Linked DNA regions of Mus musculus: region 1 is linked to region 2. A link is a contact called in public promoter capture Hi-C data. All regions are on one chromosome and are shown on one strand. The core of a region is the stretch at or near the end of the contact, and the rest is flanking DNA. Distances in the headings are between cores, read along the strand shown. Region 1 overlaps Eif2ak3 (eukaryotic translation initiation factor 2 alpha kinase 3). Region 2 holds the start of Rpia (ribose 5-phosphate isomerase A).

The links. Promoter capture Hi-C pulls out the DNA fragments that hold promoters and counts their contacts.
Region 1: a contact with region 2 is called in a promoter capture Hi-C map of stem cell-derived epiblast-like cells, with 3 times the contacts expected there. The contact joins the enhancer-like site here to the promoter of Rpia in region 2. A contact is called at or near these places in 20 of 39 promoter capture datasets (the 3T3-L1 cell line, 3T3-L1-derived adipocytes, the C10 cell line and 13 more), 6 of 15 datasets of contacts at CTCF or cohesin (the G1E-ER4 cell line, the NIH/3T3 cell line, embryonic stem cells and 1 more), 93 of 484 Hi-C or Micro-C datasets (the AML12 cell line, B cells, the C3H10T1/2 cell line and 62 more), 24 of 115 datasets of contacts at active chromatin or transcription factors (the 230-238 cell line, CD8 T cells, DN3 thymocytes and 16 more) and 4 of 9 other capture datasets (adipose tissue, embryonic stem cells, liver and 1 more).

What each region holds. Positions count from the first base shown.
Region 1 is chr6:70,896,856-70,902,683 of GRCm38.p6, reverse strand. Eif2ak3 (eukaryotic translation initiation factor 2 alpha kinase 3) reads right to left here. Exons shown (of 17, transcript NM_010121.3): 14 at 5,601-5,768; 15 at 2,351-2,452; 16 at 1,217-1,279. Among named protein-coding and RNA genes, the nearest start is that of Tex37, 19 kb to the left of the region's middle. Within about 2 kb of position 2,948, at least 9 of the 459 cell types and tissues checked have an H3K27ac peak or open chromatin away from gene starts, as enhancers often do. A contact at or near this core is called in differentiating embryonic stem cells, embryonic stem cells and stem cell-derived epiblast-like cells, where this site is marked.
Region 2 is chr6:70,789,958-70,796,556 of GRCm38.p6, reverse strand. It overlaps Rpia (ribose 5-phosphate isomerase A), which reads left to right and starts at 4,382. Exons shown (of 9, transcript NM_009075.2): 1 at 4,382-4,671. The coding sequence starts at 4,408.

The DNA.
Region 1 (5,828 bases), core at 1,699-4,198, 110 kb before region 2:
CACACAAAAGTGGTCATGCCTGCACACATATTATTTAGCATTGTAGAAGGCAGAGACAGGAGGACCACTAGGACTTGTTGCCTGCGAGCTGAGTTCCAGGTTCAGTGAGAGAATTAGGAATAAGGTGGAGAGTTGACAGCAGGGCACCTGCTCCTCCCCTGGTCTCTGCAGGGCCTCACAGGCACACATGCATATACCACCTATACATGCACAGGCTTGTGCGCGCGCGTGCGCGCGCGCACACACACACACACACACACACACACACACACACACACACGCCCCCTATAATAAACAAACAAACAAATTTACAAATAGGCAGCAGGCTGAATTTAGCCCGTTAGCTTTGCTGCAAATGTACAGAGGCTATCTGGGTGTAAAAAGCCTTTTATAATGAAATGAAATGAAAGGTTTTAGAATCACATCCCTGAGGCATAGATGTCACCTGATTTTAAATGTAGATTCATTTTACAAATACACGTGAATTTACAATAATCTCAATAAAGCATTTCTAAAGCCAAGATTTATCAATGTGTAAGCATTAAAGTGCTAAGCTTTAGACCTCCACACACTATAGGAATAAGTTACAAAAAGAAATGATGTTACAATGTCTTTTTAACCCGAGGACCAGCTTAATCTACCAATCTCCTAAACCACCTCCCGTGTGGCCTGAAGAGCACCTGGAGCCTCCCTCTGCTTAAGAATAAGCCATTTTTAGAGCTCTCAGACCAAATCCCAGCACGGAGTTAACATAGACTGCTCCTGTGAGGGGCTTTATGAAGTCAGCCTCAGGGAAGGTGGCGGTGCAGCCTGACCTCTGCAGGCCACTGGGTTCAGGGCAGTCCTAACAACCTGGTCTCCTAGATCAGTGCTCTCGGCCTTCCTAATGCTATGACCCTTTAACATACAGTTCCCCATGCTGTGGTGACCCCCATCCATAAGGTTATTTTGTTGCTACTTCATAACTTTAATTATGCTACAGTTATGAATCATAATGTAAATACCTGTGTTTTCTAATGATCTTAGTCAACCCCTGTGAAAACTGTTTAGGTCTAAAGGCGTTGCGAGCCATTGATCTAGAATGTTGGGTGTCTCACCTGAAAAGGCAAAGCTGACCAATTGACTGCTAAGGACCCTTTGTGTTTCAGGGTGTCTTAAGAACAATTTAAGCACTTAATGTGATGATTTTAGAGAAAGAGCTGAAAATTATCCATACCTCTTGGGGATATTTCTGAGTGAACAGTAGAGGAAACTTGAGATTTCTGACATCAGTTAAAATCTAGAAAGAAAGAAAGTTAATCTTTTAGCTTTATTTTGTCGTATGTCCACTTCTCACACATGCTAGATAAGTACACTGACAACACCCCAGCCTGTCTTTTCCCTTTCCTTATTTTTATTAATGTGCCTATGTGCTCATGCCTGTGTGTGTATGCATGTGCACCCAGGCAGCCCAGGTATTAGTCCCTGGAGTACAAGCAACTGTGAACTGCTTGCCATATGTAGATGCTGGGAACTGAACTCCTGTCCTCTGAATGAACAGCAAGGGCTTTCTGTGCCTTCTCTCTAGCCCCAAACTTTTCACTTTCTTCCCAGTGTCTTTGATGAACTGATTAATCCACAAATTTGATTCTTGATTCTTTGCTTGAGTGGATCTCTTATTTTGCTTAGACAGAGCTCACTCGGTAGCTGGTAGCCTTGACTGGCCTGGAACCTGCTCTGTTTACCAAGCCAGCCTCCAACACACAGAGATCTGCCCTGTCTTCGCCTCCCAAGTGCTGGGATTAAAGGTTGCAGTACCATACCCAACTAGTACTGTCTGACTGAAAACCTACGGTCATGATGTTTGGAAAACCTAGCCGTGTGCCATCTGCCAGCATCTGTCTGTGACTGCATGACCACTTGTCCTCCATAGGGTTTCCTCCATCCAACTGGCACTATTTCCTGCCCTCACTCACGTTACCCTCCCAGCTCCCTCTGGCTCTGCAGTGGTCACAAGGTTGCCAAATGCAAACTACTGTTAAGGTGATGATGAACTGATACCAACAGAACATCTAGAATAATCCTGTTGCTCACTGGGTCCCTTTTGCTCCTAGTTTAACTGTCTAATGGCATCGAGAATAAACTTAATGGCGCTGGAGAGTTCAGCTGTGCAGCTTAGAACTGCATGCAACTCCACTCCAGGGGCATCTGAAGCCTCCGACATCAGGGCATACCTGCACTCTCACACAACCGCACGCGCACACATGCGTAGTTAAAAGTTTAAAAAAGAAGAAACGTAACCACCAAAAAACTCTTGTAAATTGTAAGTAATCCCTCTGCCCGTCCTCATGGGTGCCTGAGACGCACTTACCCGGACTCGTTCCATCTGGGTGCTGAATGGGTAGAGGAGTTCAAACAGAATCAAGCCTAAAGAGAAGATGTCCACTTTATGGGAGTAGTTGTTTCCATGAATCTGAAATAGCATAAAGATATGTTAAAAAAAAAATTGCCCCAGAGGGAGCATATCATTAGAGTATTCACACAGAGATGGCTCAGTTCCTACGCAGCATCACGGGCCCTGAGCTGATTCAGTTACCTCTGGGTATGAGCAAAGAGTTAATCTCTAAGTCCCTCTCCTGCCCTCTTTCGATGTGGGCAGGTGTAATTACAGCACTAAGCATCACAGAGGGAAAGCCCAGGTAAGGCTCCAGAGAGATATGCATCAGCACGAAGGGCAGAAACTCGGAGCCTGGTGCTCTGGAGTCTGTAAGGGCCGCTCAGGCCCCCTGAGGTGAAGCTTTTCAAAGCGACACTATCTGAAGCCAATCTCATTTCTAATCACCGGAGTCCTGAAGTCGGTCATTACTGCAAGCCACTAATCAACCGGGGAGCCTTCATTACGCACTTAATTGCAGACTGCTCTGCATGCACAGCCCTATTTTTCATGTGCATATTTTTTGTGCCTTCCCAGTCCTGGCAGGGAAGAGACCTGCTGCTTTTGTGTTCCCTTCCCATCATTCAGCACTGGGCTAAGTACAGAGCAGGCCCTCAATAAATACCTGATACCACAGGGCAAAGAATCACATCTGCTCTGCTCTATTAAGGAAAGCCCCATTCAAATGCAAAGCGAAGTCCTGGAGCCTTGGGAGAGCCCTTTTATTTATGAACATTTCCTTAGGCCAGTTACTTGACTACAGGTAAACAGCCCTGGAACTGGCTCACCTCAAAACTGCTGTACCAGGGGGAGGGGGAGAGGAAACAGGTGACAGGACGGAGGCCATCACCCCCTCTCCTCCACATCACTCTAGCTATCTGCCTCTTTGGTTCCTTCTATGCAGGCTGGCTTCTGCTCACAAAATAGCAGGTGCAAAGTTCCACTGACTGTATCAGGTATGTACCCACCATACTATGATCTAAAGTGATTACTGCAACCTATAGCACTGTCCCTTGCCTCCCTCTGTGGCTTGGGAAGCCTTCAAAGAAAATGTCCAAGGACACTGGCAACATAGGTACGGGGGAAAAAGATACCCTCATACAATATTTGGGCAATGTAAACTGACTCATTCACAGTTGAATGAATGGAATCCTGTCCATGGCAGAGTCGATGAAGATGTAACAGAGATGCTGGGCCAATTATCCAAGTGACTGGCCTCCCAGCAAAACTGACATTAACTTTAGTGTTCAAAACAAACATTGAGCAATCTGAACTGCATGTATGTTTCACATCTGTCTGAGGATGTCCAAGAACTCATGAATGGTCACATGTGAATACTGATCGAAAACTATGAAACAAAATTCCAACTTTGGTTTCCAACATAACAATTTATATATAATATTAAAAGATATAAAAAGATATATTTACATATAAGATATGTGTGCATGCATGTACACAGCTGGAAATTTTATACTTATTTTTGGTAAACGCCTTTTTCTTTATTATATATTCCTATATTTTCCCATTCCTTTTAAAGAAGAAAGATTAATATATAAGGAGAAAGAATTATTAACATGTTACTGGATTGTAAAAATTGAGACTTAAAAGTTTTGGATTTTTATTTTATGTTCATTGGTGTTTTGCCTGCATGTGTGTTTGTGTCAGATACCCTGGAATTGGAGTTATAGCTGTAAGCTGCCATGCAGATGCTGGGAATTGAACCAGGGTCCTTTGGAAGAGCAGCCAGTGCTCTCAATGGCTAAGCCATCTCCCCAGCCCCCACATATTTATTTTGATTGCATGAATTTGTGGAGACTGAGCTACTTGAAGAGACCTTTTATTGAGCTTTGAAGAGCAGTTCGTTGCGTATCCCACGAGAGGGCAGCAGGACAGGCAGTAGCTAGAGTATGCCTGGCACCAACTACATCTGAAGGCCGAAAAGGTGAACTTTGTTAAAAGTGAAAGCAAGTGCTAGCACACGCCTTTAATCCCAGCACTCAGGAGGCAGAGGCAGCTGGATGTCTGTGAGTTCGAGGCCAGCCTGGTCTACAAAGTGAGTTCCAGGACAGCCAGGGCTACACAGAGTAACCCTGTCTCAAAAAAAAAAGAAAAGAAAAGGAAAAAAAAAAGTTGAGACTGCAGATCCCTGGTTTGAGATGGGGTTGGGAAATGGGAATTCTAGTTGTATTTTAATCACTATGCACTGCATAATGTAGTTAGAAGTAGTTTTCAAGGAAAATAATGGTTTGAATCTATTTTTTTCCCCCTGAGACAGGGCTTCTCTGTGTAGCCTGGCGGTCCTGGAACTCACACTGTAGACCAGGCTGGCCTCAAACTCAGAAATCCGCCTGCCTCTGCCTACTTAGAACATTTTTATTTTTCCTTCACTAAGTCTTAACTCCATCACTGAGAAAGCCAACCCAATTACTTAGGCCACCTGATTTCTCTCTTTCTCTGTGACTCCTAAATCTCTGCAGCAACCTTTTAATTTTTTTTCTCTTCCTCTTAAGTAGATTTGCTAGAGAAACTTAATTGCTTTTATTTTAAACTATTAAAATCAATCTGGAGATGCTGTTTTATTGTAGGTTTGCTTGCTACCCTGTGGCTCCTCTCCTCCCCCTGAGCAAAACCCACAACCATTCTTACGCAGAGAAGCAGAGAAGTCTCACATAACAAACAAAGGTATGAAACAGAAGCAGGGGGTGGAGGGTTCAAGGGCCAAGCTACAAGAGACCCTGCCTCAGAACCAGAACAAACAGAAACACACTTAAGTCCAAATAGAAATTTGAAAACTTCTATAAATTTCAGTATTTTTCATTTCTTTATTAACACACTGTCGATGTGTTACGTGATCTGTGTGTTTCCTTACCCACATCCCATCTTTTTTTCTCTTTGGGTTTTTGAGACAGGCCTCATTTTGTAACCTAGGCTGGATCTGAACTCATGGCAATCCTCCTGCTCCAGCCTCCCGACTCCTTGCATTACTGCCATGAGCCACAATGTGTGGCTCTCAAAGTCTCTTTTTAGGTCTGGTTCAGAGGTGACAGCATGTTTCATGGTTGTATTTTCTCACTGGGGCAGAATTGCTTTCATAATTTTCAGGCTATGTATGGCTGGGCACTGTACCAAGACCATGGGAAAAGCCTCATTAGGCACTGCCTAACTATCTAAAGTCGGAAAGACTCACCTGCTCTGGGCTCATGTATAGCTTGGTCCCTACTTGTCCCGTGTGCGTAGCATAGGCTGGCATTGGAGTCAGTACAGTCTGCTCTTCTTCATCTTGGTCCATAGCAGTCACCAGTCCAAAGTCCCCAACCTTGACCACATCATCCATTGTGAAGAATATGTTGGAAGGCTGGGAAAATAATAATAATAATAAAAAGCACAGTGAGTATATACAGAGAAGGGAGAAAAA
Region 2 (6,599 bases), core at 3,133-5,632:
TCAATTTGGGCCACTCACAATACCCTGCAGAGATGGCTGGTGGTGGTGAGGGACCAGTCAACCAGGTCTTACAGCACCCAGAAGACATCATAGACTGGGGGAACGCTGTTGAAGCGTAGCTAGGTTTTCTTTCTTTCTTCCTCCCTCCCTCCCTCCCTCCCTCCCTCCCTCCCTCCCTCCCTCCCTCCCTCCCTCCCTCCCTCCCTCCCTCCCTCCCTCCCTCTCTTCCTCCCTTCCTTCCTTCCTTCCTTCCTTCCTTCCTTCCTTCCTTCCTTCCTTCCTTCCTTCCTTCCTTCCTTCCTTCCTTCCTTCCTTTCAGATCAAGCTGGCCTCGAACTCAAAGATCCATCTGCCTCTGCCTCCCGAGTGCTGGGATTAAAGGAGTGCGCCACCACACCCAGCTGTAGCTGGGGTTTCTAATTCACAGTTTTCTCTCCATGGACGACCTTCTGGGTTCTGGGTTCTCTGGTAGGCATGTAAACTCTGTTGGACATGGTTCACTTTCTAGCTATTCTCAAGGCCACAAAGTTTTGTTTTGTTTTGATTTTTGTTTTTTTGAGACAGGTTTTTTTTTTTTGTTTTTGTTTTTGTTTTTTTTTTTTCTGTGTAGCCTTAGCTGTCCTGGGACCTGCTCTGGAGACCAGGCTAGACTGGAACTCAGAGATCTGCTTGCCTCTGTCTCCCACGTGCTTGGATTAAAGGTATGTGCTGCTACCATCTGGTGGCACAAGAGTTTTACTATTCTTAGTTCTTTCCCATTCTCCCTGTCACAGAGTTAGGGGTCCAGTCTGACCTAGGTCATGGAGCTTTGGCAGACACTGGAGATAAACATGCTTCTTAGATCTATGGTGACAGCAAGGAGACAGGAGAGCCTCCTTGTTCTCTACATCCATTTTAACAAACTTAAAGCACATGAGGACTTAACACACTGTAGAGGCTAGTGAGGGGAGCTATGAAGTAAGACTAAGTTGCAGTAGAGACCCCATTATGCCGAAAATGCCAAGACTGTAGGATGCCGACCAATGAAAGCTATAGGCAATGAGTGGGGCTGCCCCAAGAGAGAAACTGCATGTGCTTTAGGTGGCAGACCTAGAGGGTCAGGGCTACCCCAGGATGTTGGAGTCTGGTGATACCGATAAGAACCCCAGATGCTGGTACAGGGTTTGGTGTTTGCCCTGCTGGGTTTCTGTCTTGGTTTGGTCCGGTTTATTTCCTTGCTGTGTCCCCATTCTTGCACTTTGGGATGGGAATGCTCACTTTGGGCCATTGTATATTGTAATTTATTTATTTATTTATTTTTTTAAGTTTTCTTTTTTTCCCATTTTTATTAGGTATTTAGCTCATTTACATTTCCAATGCTATACCAAAAGTCCCCCATATCCACCCACCCCCACTCCCCTGCCCACCCACTCCCCCTTTTTGGCCCTGGTGTTCCCCTGTACTGGGGCATATAAAGTTTGCAAGTCCAATGGGCCTCTATATTGTAATTTATAACTTGTTCTTTTCCACTACCAGGGATTGATCTACCGTGCTGGTCAAGTGCTCTATCGTCTACGGTGGTTGTAACATAAACTGTCTTGTTTTGCAGGGGCTCCCAGAGAATGCCTTAGTTTTAGAAGAAACTTTGGGCTTTAGAAAAACTACAGAACTGTTAAGATTTTGGGGATTACAACAAAGCAGACTAAGAGAAGGGTACAGGTGAAAGGAAGGACACTTGTAGGGCAGCCTCCGAAAGGGGGAGTGGAGTTCAGTGTCATTGAGATACAAATAGTGTGAAGGTTTAAAAGGTCTACTTTTATCTTTTATGTGTGTGATGCCTAAATGTATGGCTGTGTATCATGTGAGAGGTCAGATGAGGATGTCCGATCCCCTGGACCTGGAGCTATATGTGTTTGCAAGCTGCATGATGTGAGGTGCTGGAAACTCAAGTCTGCCCTCTACAAGAGCACCAAGCGCTTATCTCTCTAGGCCCTGTCTTTTGGTTTTTGAAGCCAGGGTCTTGCTATGTTGCCTAGGCTGACCTGGAACTCTGCTATTTAGGCAGCCTGGCCTGGAACTCCCTCAAATCCACGTACCTCTGCTTCCCATGCCCTACAAACAGTGAAGTTTTGATAACGTGCTTAGTCCTATAGCTAATGGTGCTTACTAAAGGACAGGAATTCTGAATGACTGAAGGCAGAGTGTAGCGTTGAGGCATGGAATGTGTGCTATTCTATCTTGCTTCAGATACACGTTGAGGATCTTTTGTGTGTGAGCAGCAGCCTGATAGCCTGCACAGAGGATGAATGCTAAGCACAAAGTAAGTAAAGAATAAAGGATCGAGGAAAGACCTTCTGAACTAGTGGTGTAATCCTAGCTACATCCTAGCATATGGGCTGAAAGTTCAAGGGATGCCTGGGCTACGGAATGAGGCCAAGGCTGGATGGTCAGCTTAGTGAGACCCTGCTGCCAATGTCAGGGGGGCATGTGGCAGAGACCCAGCTTCACAGTGCTGAGTGACTGCAGGAGTCAGAGTTATTTCCAGAGACGTCTACTCTGGTGGATCCAGGATCCAAGTCATAGTTCAGTTTATTATAAAGGGGTTTTATTTCATATTTAAAGATGGGGTTAATATGAAGGGAGATACTATCTGTTTTGCAGCTTTATGTCAACTTGACACATGCTCGCCATCTGAGTGGAGGGAACCTCAGCTGAGAAAATGACTTCATAAGATCGTCCTGGAGGCAAGCCTGTAGGACATTTTCTTAATTAGTGATTGGTATGAGAGGACCCAGCCCATGGTGGGTGGGGCTCCATCTGTCCTGGTGGTTCTGGGTGTTGCAAGAAAGCAGGCTGAGTAAGCTGTGAGGAGCAGGCCGGTAAACAGCACCTCTGCCTCCAGGTTCCTGACACTGTTTCCCTCAGTGCACTGTGATTCAGGACATATAATCCAAATGAACCCTGCCCTCCCCAAGTTGCTTTTAGTCATGGTGTTTCATCACAGCAACAATAATAATTCTACGATACTACCCTTGTATGGATGTGGTCTCCTCAAGAGGGAGTCTCATGTAAGTGTCCAATCAATAGCGGCACACCTGATTATGGTGGGTCCTGAAGTTACATTTGTAATGGTGGCTGAAGAATTTTCTTCTTCTTTTTTTTTTTTTTTTTGGTAAAGGAGACTATCGAGTGGTTTCTGAGTGCCTTGGGCAGGATTACAGTCTGATAAAGATAAAACTCAGGTTATAAAAGTTGCAAAAAAGCATTGTGACCGGTCTTTATTGTTCCTAAGGGTTCCTGGAACATTCTAGCTCTTGGGGGTTGCTGGCACATGCCTTTTGCAGGCACACACCGTTAACCTCTGCTCTGGGGAAGGAAAGTCAGGCTGATCTCGGTGAGTTCAAGGGCATCTTGGTCTACAGAGTTCCTGGACAGCCATGGTTGCAAAGAGAGATCCTGTCTCAAAACACACAAACAAAACAACAAAAAGGACTTCCAGACCTATTTGGTGATGTAATCCCATATCAGGAAAAATGCTCCAAGTTCCAGGCCAGCCTGGACTGAACTCTACAGTGAGTTCAGGCCACTGGGACTGCTGAATGAGACCAAGAACTTGCAGCAAACTAAAGGCAGAAAAGGGGAAGCCCGATAAGGTACACTGGCCTGTGCGCTCGTGACCGGGCTCCATTTAGACACCCTGCATCCAATACCAAGAGCAGAACAATGTCCAAGGCGGGAGTTACTGATTGAACTTGTAACCTTGGGTTTGTGAAGGTCTAGCACAGACATCAGAAGACCTGGGAGTCCCAAGTGTGTCATCAATGAGTGACTCTAGAGCACTGTAAGAAGATGGCTCTGCCGGTAAAGTACTGACTGACACTACCAAGACGGTCAGATAACGGACTTCTGCAAGTTGTTCTTTGGCCTCCACAAGCACAACCTAAATAATACAATGTAATTAAAAGATTTTTTTTAAAAAAAGGCCGTTGTGTTGGTAGAACCACTTGCCTGAGGATTCGCTTACAACACAGCAACGTTCTCATTTGCTGGGCAAACAAGGTCAGGTTTTTAATAGTGTCTCTCTCTTTTTCTAGAATACGCGTACAGCCGGAAAGGTTCTTGGAGTTCACCTAAAGGTGTAAACACTTGACCCCAAGGTAGGGAGTTATTAGCTTCCTAGACAGCAGTTACCCGGACCTTCCGGACAGAAAGTCTGGAGTCAAGGCGGGCGATTTGCACACTAGGGTCGATCGTATTGTGGGACTTGTAGTCCCGAATGCAGAAGGGCCTAGGAACCACTGTCGCCGTAGGACTACATTTCCCAGCAACACGCATTTAGTAATACGCGCGGGGCAGGTTGCGCAAGCGAGCGGGTTTCCGGAGGAGTTGGGGGTGGGGCGGCCGGAGAGGCTGGAGCGAGGCGGCGGGATGCAGCGCCCCGGGCCCTTCAGCACCCTCTACGGGCGGGTCCTGGCCCCACTGCCCGGGCGGGCCGGGGGCGCGGCCTCGGGCGGGGGCGGGAACAACTGGGGCCTCTCGGGTTCCCACGTGCAGTTGCCGGGGCGTGCACATTCGGAGACCCGCGGCGACAAGGGAGGCTCGAGCGCGGGCGGCCCGGCCCCCTCCACGATGTCCAAGGCCGAGGAGGCTAAGAAGCTGGCGAGCCACACGGCGGTGGAGAACCACGTGAAGGTGGGCAGCTGGTGACGGCGTGATGGCTTCGTGCTGCGCGCCCAGGGCACTGCCAGGGTGCGCCTGACTCCTGAAAGGGCGAGGGTTGCGAGAGAGGGGAGAGGATGAGCCTTGTACCCGAATTCGCGCTGTTCTTCCCAACCCTTGAAAGGCCTTCTAGACCCCGAATGGGTGGGTGTCAACTCTTCCCCCAACTGGAGCCTTTTCTACAAAGATTCCCTGTCCGGCTGGAACTGGGTGCACAGTAGAGCCTGGCTGTGCTCTGTTTTAGAGTCTTGTCAGGCTGTTAATGCGTGCCTCCTAATCAGCCCATTGAAAATGGTGAGCCCCGAGGCTGCTGTTCTTCACTTCTCACTTACCGCGAAGCCAGCGGAGGGCTGTTTTGCAAAGTGTTTTGAAATTTTACTCCAAACAGGCTTTTCAGCTCCTCCCGCTGAGGAGCTAGAGTGCTGTCTTTACAAAGAAGCCATCAGGTTACTGTTGACAGGGCCGGGTGGCCAGACATCTGGAGGTGCTGCTTTTTAGGAGGGGTCCAGATGTTTTGAAGTTAGTAAGGCTGTGTCCACATTTGTTAAGTGGCTGGTGTGGTGCTCTGAGTGGACTCTTAGTGTAGGTGGGTTTGCTATCCCGTATGTAGCAGGTTAATTATCTTAATTGTATTACTTCTGTTGCCCTGTGGTGAAGTTTCCTGGTCTTGTTTTCTATTTCTTAGATCGCGTTATCAGAATCCGTATCTTCGTTAAAGGGAATTCTTTTCACTTGTTAAAGCTATGCTGCCCAAAGTTACTTTGCAAAGACACTGTTCTTAGAGCTTTATCTTCCTGCCTAGGGTGAGGGTGGCCTGAGTGGGCGGGGCCGGGTCTGATAACCTCAGGCTTGCCTGTTCTATAGAAGAACACCATTTTTGTTTCAGGCAGGGCTCTTATGCCCTTCTGTTCTAGGGTAGCTTTTTGCTCATCTAGTTAGCATAGGATTTTATACTTGAATTAAGAGGTGTGAGGTATGAATATGAATTTAAAATGTGTAATTTGGCTCTGTGTTTGGAACACAGTGCCACAGGGGTAAAACTGGGACAGTAAAGAGAGATTTCAAAATGCCTTTGTGAAGTGACTTAATAGATTGATAAATGAAATCCATACCTCAGGAGAGCCCATTATCTTAGTTATCCTGTTAATGTTTAGTGGTACACGTCTCCTTGACCTTTGCCTTATCGTTATGTATTTGACTAAATTAAAATCTGCAAGCCTTCCCCTCATGTTCCAGCCATATTCAAAGGACTTTACTACTTTCAGTTTTCCCTTGGCTTTTTTCTTAAGGAGACTAGGAGACAACGATTTCCTCTTCCTATTTTGAAACTCAGGTTGGCTTTGAAACCCTCCCTTCCCCTCTGACTGGCTGGCTAGCACATCTCAAGGGAGGAACTTGATATGTGGACTGTGCTAGCTTTGAAATCTACCTGCTTCTGTCCGAGTGCCGGGATTAAAGGTGTGTATCACCACTCAGCTTTACCCACTTGATTCTGCCTCCCAAGGGCTGGCATTATAGGTAGGTGGCACACCCAGCTCCCTCTGATCTGGACTCCCAGACACTTCAGCGTGACCTATGTTCTAGTTTTTCTGTGCGTTTCTCTTGCCCAAGTCCCTGTGAGCTGTGGGAGGAGACTTAGTGCTATCTATACATTCAGCATTGGGTACAGTGAGGGCTGCCTAGGCAGTGGTCAGTAAGTTGTGTGGAGTGGGAACACTGATATGGACGTTGGGGGTTGTGGGTTTGGTGGCCCTTTCGTAGGCTCTCTGAGTGTGGGGTTTCCAGTCCCCTCAGCCCGCTGGTGTTCCACCGTGGCTACTTCTACTCCAGGGTAGATGGAGAACTCAGAATTCTCAGTTGAATCTTTGTCACCAGGTCCAGACCTGCCTGATTCTAAAGGT